Regions from separate parts of the Ovis aries genome. Here region 1 is linked to region 2. A link is a contact called in public Hi-C data. All regions are on one chromosome and are shown on one strand. Each heading gives the region's core, a stretch centred on a gene start, on an enhancer-like site or on the middle of the called end of the contact. The rest is flanking DNA. Distances are from core to core; before and after follow the strand shown. Region 1 overlaps CLPB (ClpB family mitochondrial disaggregase). Region 2 overlaps LOC132657824 (a long non-coding RNA gene).

The links. Hi-C and Micro-C count contacts between places; a contact is called where the count stands out from the background.
Region 1: a Hi-C map of hypothalamus shows a contact between it and region 2, with 7 times the contacts expected there. The contact joins two enhancer-like sites. A contact is called at or near these places in 4 of 16 Hi-C or Micro-C datasets (hypothalamus, mesenteric adipose tissue, retroperitoneal adipose tissue and 1 more).

What each region holds. Positions count from the first base shown.
Region 1 is chr15:50,725,128-50,728,089 of ARS-UI_Ramb_v3.0, reverse strand. The region is part of intron 2 of CLPB (ClpB family mitochondrial disaggregase); the gene reads left to right. Among named protein-coding and RNA genes, the nearest start is that of CLPB, 21 kb to the left of the region's middle. Within about 2 kb of position 1,524, at least 16 of the 54 cell types and tissues checked have an H3K27ac peak or open chromatin away from gene starts, as enhancers often do. A contact at or near this core is called in hypothalamus, where this site is marked.
Region 2 is chr15:50,543,384-50,546,086 of ARS-UI_Ramb_v3.0, reverse strand. The region is part of intron 2 of LOC132657824 (a long non-coding RNA gene); the gene reads left to right. Among named protein-coding and RNA genes, the nearest start is that of TRNAG-CCC, 4.6 kb to the right of the region's middle. Within about 2 kb of position 1,321, at least 8 of the 54 cell types and tissues checked have an H3K27ac peak or open chromatin away from gene starts, as enhancers often do. A contact at or near this core is called in hypothalamus, where this site is marked.

The sequences.
Region 1 (2,962 bases), core at 275-2,774, 180 kb before region 2:
CTTGGTTCTCCAAACTATGGTTTCAAGTCTTCTCTCATCCTAGTCATTTTGTAATGAAATGGCCACAAAGCTTTTGGTGCCCTATTTGAATTCTGGTGTGGCGTGACTATCATTGTGTAGAGCAGGGCAGTGATCCCCTTTTTAGAGATTTTATGAGTCTGTTAACATGGCCTGAGTTTGCATTAGCTTTCTCGGCAGATGCATTATACTCTGAGAGTCTGTTAAGCTTGTCTGCAGAGAACTAGGACTTCCTATACTTCTAAAACCTACTGATTAGGTTTGTTTGCCAAGGTTATTTTAACCTAAAGTCAAGACCACTTTACCATGCAGCTGTGAAAGTGGTGGTAGTAGTATGTAGACTACCACGAAGGGATCTGGCCTTTCTCATCTTCAGTCTAAGAGAAGGGGTCCCTTCCAAGGGAGAAGGTTCTAGACAGCAGAACTAATCAGAGTATCTCCATTCATCATTTTAACTTCCTTTCTACGTAAGGTTTTTCCTTTTTTTTTTAATCATTTTCTGTCAGCTGATTGTTGTTCAGTCGCTCAGTCGTGTCCAGCTCTTTGCGACCTCATGGACTGCAGCATGCCAGGCTTCCCTGTCCTTCACCAGCTCCTGGAGCTTGCTCAAACTCATGTCCATCGAGTCTGTGATGCAATCCAACCATCTCATCCTCTGTCATCCCCTTCTTCTGCCTTCAGTCTTTCCCAGCGTCAGGGTCTTTTCACTAGGGTCAGCTGATTAGTCCCATCAGATATTTGTGCTGATCCCAGGCTAAGTGTGTGGGAAAAGAGAAGAAGTTGGGATATATACCCTGGAAGGCAGTGTGGTTCAATAGAGAGAGGGTGGGCTCCAGCCCAGGCTGCCACTTACTGAGCATGTGATCTTAAGCAAGCCAGTTACCCTCTCTCTTTATGACTCCTTCTCTAATCACAGGACCAGATGAGATTGTAAATGTCAAGTGCCTGGTGCGTAGTAGGCTGCTCTAGAAACACGAGCTCTTTTGAACACCACAGTTTAAGAGTTTTGAAAGACTGGAAGAGCCAAGCATGTTGTGTGGTCAGTGACCCTCTACAAACAGCTTTCAGAGCACTGTGATCCTTAAAACACTTACTTGTGCTCCATTTCCCCGCCACCAGTTCAGACCAGGAGCTCCTTGTGGGCAAGATCCATGTCTGATTCAAGTGTACCCTCAGTGCTCAACACAGAGCCTGACTTGGAGAAGAGTCTACTTTGTTACTGGGACAAACCTGAATTAATGAAGGCCAAATTTTGTTCCTATCTAGAGGGCCAGATACTGTGGTTGGCTTTGCACAGTCCATTTTTTTTACTGAAAATCTCATAGGGTTCTGGAGCTTAGCAGTAGTAGCTCAAGTGCCAACCCAATTTTAGAAATTTGGGCTACTTCTGTGTCTCACTGCCATAGGATAACAGGTTTCCTGGCAACACCCAGCTGCCCTCTGTGGCAGCCTACAGGCCTGCTGTGGTGCCAGTAGGTGGCACTCATGGCCCTTTCCCACACTTCAGCTGCCTAGACAGTCCTTGCCTTCTTGTCACCAGGGCAGCTGCTGAGTGGGACATAACTTAGAGCCCTGAATAGAGGTACCCAGATAGGGGTGCCCTGGACTACCTCCTCCCCTTTCTGGCCTTGTATTGTTGGGTTTGTGTTTTATTGAGTCCCTGCCATGGCACACACTGCTTGGGGAAGCAGAGCTGTCTCCCATAGAAGATCCCAGGAGTGCATTACGGGAATCTGTGCTTCTGTCCATCCTTTCTGGCACAGCTCAAGCCTCTGCCTCCAAGAAGTCGTGCCTGTGGCTCTTGCTGTGCACTACACTCACATGGTGCTTGCTTGCATTTTAGCTGTTTGTGAGGTAACTGTGCAGTGAATACCTTGGAGGCAAGAACACTGTAGAATTCATCAGAGAGTCCTCGGTATCCTGCTTAGAGTCCTACGTGGTCTAGGAAAAAACAGAAAGAAAAGGAGTGAGGCAAAATGTAATGAGAATCTGAGTGAAGGATATACCTGAGTTTGGTGTATGTGTGTGCATGCTATTTTTTAACTGCTGTGTGAGTTTGAAATAATTTCAAAATAAAAAGTTAAAAAAAAATAATCTATGCACTTTAAATGTGTGCCAAGTTCCTGCTAGAAACTATAAGAAAGATGGGACAAAGGATGGTCGCCCCCCAGCTTTGGCTTTTATTTTTTTTAATCCAGCGGTATTCAGTGAAGTTCTGATACAGCTCCTCCGCTGTGTGCCTTTGAACACATAGAACAGTGGTAATGATGATAGCTAACACTAGAAGTGCGCGTACAGTTTTGGTTACCTCAGTTACCAGGTTATAAGGTAGGATGGCTGAGGTTCAGAGGTTAACATGACCTGCCCACAGTCACACCGTCTGGAAGAGAGGTGCGGGCTTACGTCCATATCAGGCTGTTCCAAGGCTGGTGCTTTCTGAGCTTCTGTGTGTATATCTATAAAGAGAAAGGATTGGGTAGACTGATCTCAGCGCATCCTTCTTTACATTCAGAAACTGAAAAACTGTATACGATAGGAAGTTAACTGGTTATGAAGCATGCAGGTATGTTACGCAGTGCACCTTACTTGTAATTGCTACATAAGTGCCAGTCCTCCCCTCTCACTGCCCACCCACTGCCCTCTGGAGTAGTCCAGATATGGCAGTGCTGGGATGGGCCGCCTCACCAGGAATGAGAGCATCTGGAGAGATTCCTAGGGGCAAGGCCCTGAGGTGCCCTTGAAAGAGAGTGTTCGGTTCAAGGACTGATAGCAAAAGATGCCAGAGAAGCCCCATGTCTGTGGAGTTGTAGCGCTGGGACCTGCCTGGAATTGCCTAACCCTGGCCGGGTTCTGAGAGCAGCCTTTCCTGCCTCGCCCCACCCCTCCCGGCCCAGGGCAACCTTGTAGATAAGGCACAGATGGAGGCTGCGTGAGGATTCTAGCC
Region 2 (2,703 bases), core at 72-2,571:
ATGTGGCAAGGCTAGATTGACTTTTGCTTATTGACCTTATGTCCTCCAACCTCGTTATAATCACTTACTAGTTCCAGGCATTATTTTGGTCAGTTCTTGCAGATTTTCTACATAGGCGAACATGTCGTCTACTAACAAAGACACTTATTTCTCCATCCCCAACTTGTATAGCTTTAATTTCTTGTCTCATCCTAAGTGTTGGTTAGAACTTCCAGTATCCTATTGAAAAGGAGTGGTGAGGAGAGACATTCTTCTTGGGAAAGCCTCGTTTCTCATTATGACATATGATGTTAGCTCTAGTGCTCTTTGTAGATATTCTTTATCAAGTTGAGGAAGTTCTAGTAAATTTTAATTTCAGTTATTGTACTGTTCTGTTCCAGAATTTTCTATTTCCTTTTTAAATAATTTATATCTCATGGATATTCTGTATTTGGTGAGACGTCATTTTCATATTTTCCTTGACTTCCTTAGACCCAGTTTCCTGTAGTCTTATTTATAATACGTGACTTAAAGGTATTCTATCTTAATACCTTATCTTTGTCTAATAAGTCCAGCATCTGGACTTCCTCAGGGACAGTATTTATTGACTACTTTTTTCTCTTTGCTAGGACATGCTTTCCTATTTCTTTGTATGTCCAACATTTTTTGCTGAAAACTGAATATTTTAAATAATATATATGACAACTTCAGAAATCATATCTTTTCAACCAGAGCTTGCTATGTTAGTGCTGTTTATTTGTTTATTGATTTTCACGGACTACTTCTATAAAGTCTGTTCTGGTACATGGTAGTCACTGAAGTTTCTGCCTGGTTAGCTCAGTTGTCAGCCAATGATTGGACAGAGCTTTCCTTAAATGCCTTGAAACAGTGTCTCCTACTCTTTGCTAAGGGACTCTGTATGTTGGTTCCAGCAAGCTTCAAATGCTCTAACAGTTTACTCTGCCTTATTCGTCACTACCTGCATGAGCAAGGCCTCAGGGTCACCAGAGTTAAGGGACTGATGCCTTCTCAGGTATTTCCTGGACATGCAGTTCTGCAAATGCACATACATTTTAGGATTCCCAAGTAGATGTCAAAGCTTTTTAAAGCTCTCTCTTAGCTTCTCATTCCCTAATATTACTTTTAAGTTTGTTTTTTTTTAATCATGCCTCTGGTTTGCCACAACTGGTAGGAAACTGGGATGTCAAATAATTAGCTGTTGATTGTTTAGACAAACACCGGGGGATGGGGTTTCTCACTGCGTGGGCTCTGAGTCAGACAAGCCCTGTGAATGGGGCTCTTCACAGAGCTTCCAGATAGATCAAGCAGTGACAGTTCTCTCGGAACAGAGCTTTTTGGGGAGTTTCACACCCACTCTGCCCCCTCTAGTGGCTGCTAGGTCACTGGTTCTTGTAGTTACTGGATTTGTGAGATTGGAGAAGGAAATGGCAACCCACTCCAATGTTCTTGCCAGGAGAATCCCAGGGATGGGGGAGCCTGGTGGGCTGCCGTCTGTGGGGTCGCACAGAGTCGGACACGACTGAAGCGACTTAGCAGCAGCAGCAGGAGTTGTGAGACTGCCGATTTTGGATACTATTGTGGTGTTGTGGAGAGGAGGATGGGAAAAAGCAAATAAAAATGCCACAAAGTTCACTGTTCCTAGTGATATTCAGCAATTTTTCTTGAATAAACTCTCCTTAGATTTTTGAAAGCTTTGGTTAATTTCCAGAGTTCTGGAAAAGTTGGTTTTAACAAGTTTTTCCAGTGTTACTGCTTTTATGGAGGAGTGGATTTTCAGATGTTCTGACTCTCATTCCAGAAGTTCTTCTTCAGATTCCTTCTATTTAAAGAAGCATAAAGGTTTAAATAATATTGGTCACTTGTAAGTAAACTGGTCTTTGAGTATACAGTCTACTGTTAAAATGAATAATAAGTTAGTTTTTCCTATATGTTTTGCACGTATAGCAAAGTTACGTCCTTACCAACCTAAATTTGAACCTACTTTAAAAATACATATATATTTATTTATTATATTTATTTGGCTGCATTGGGTCTTAGTTGCAGTGCATGGGCTCTAGAGCACATGGGCTCAGTAGTTCCAGAATCCGATTTAGTTGCCCCACTGCTTGTGAAATCTTGGGTCCGCAACCAGGGCTCGAACTGGGTCCACTGTACTGGAAGGTGGATTCTTAACCACTGGACCACCAGGGAAGTCCCTGAATTTGAACTTTCACTTTTCAAAAAGCCTGTTAATTTTGAGGGCTTTGTACTAACTTGCATCATGCTCTTAGGTCATGATATAACATAAAATAGTAGGATCCCTCATTTCTAGAGAAGTTAAACTCTTAGTGACAGGTTGTTACAAAATATAATGTCATATCAATAATATAGCCAAGAGTGAGGCTATTCCCTAACAACACTTTTTTTGTTTGTTTGTTTCCCTTCTCCAAGATCAGGTCCTAAATTCAGAATAATAAACCTATCAAGACATATTTTATACCAAAATCATCTTGGAACTTACCAGACAGCTGCTAGAATACATAAAAAATTTGCTCCCTCTTGGCACAGCACTCATAAGTAAAGAAGGAGACAAGGGAGACAAGGAAGGATGCTAAAAATAGGTATAATTGGTATGCTCCATGTTTTAAAATCCTGCTTATCGGTGTTATGAGAGCTTCCCTGTACTTCGTGTTCATGTTGTGGAGAAAGATGTTAGAGCAAAGA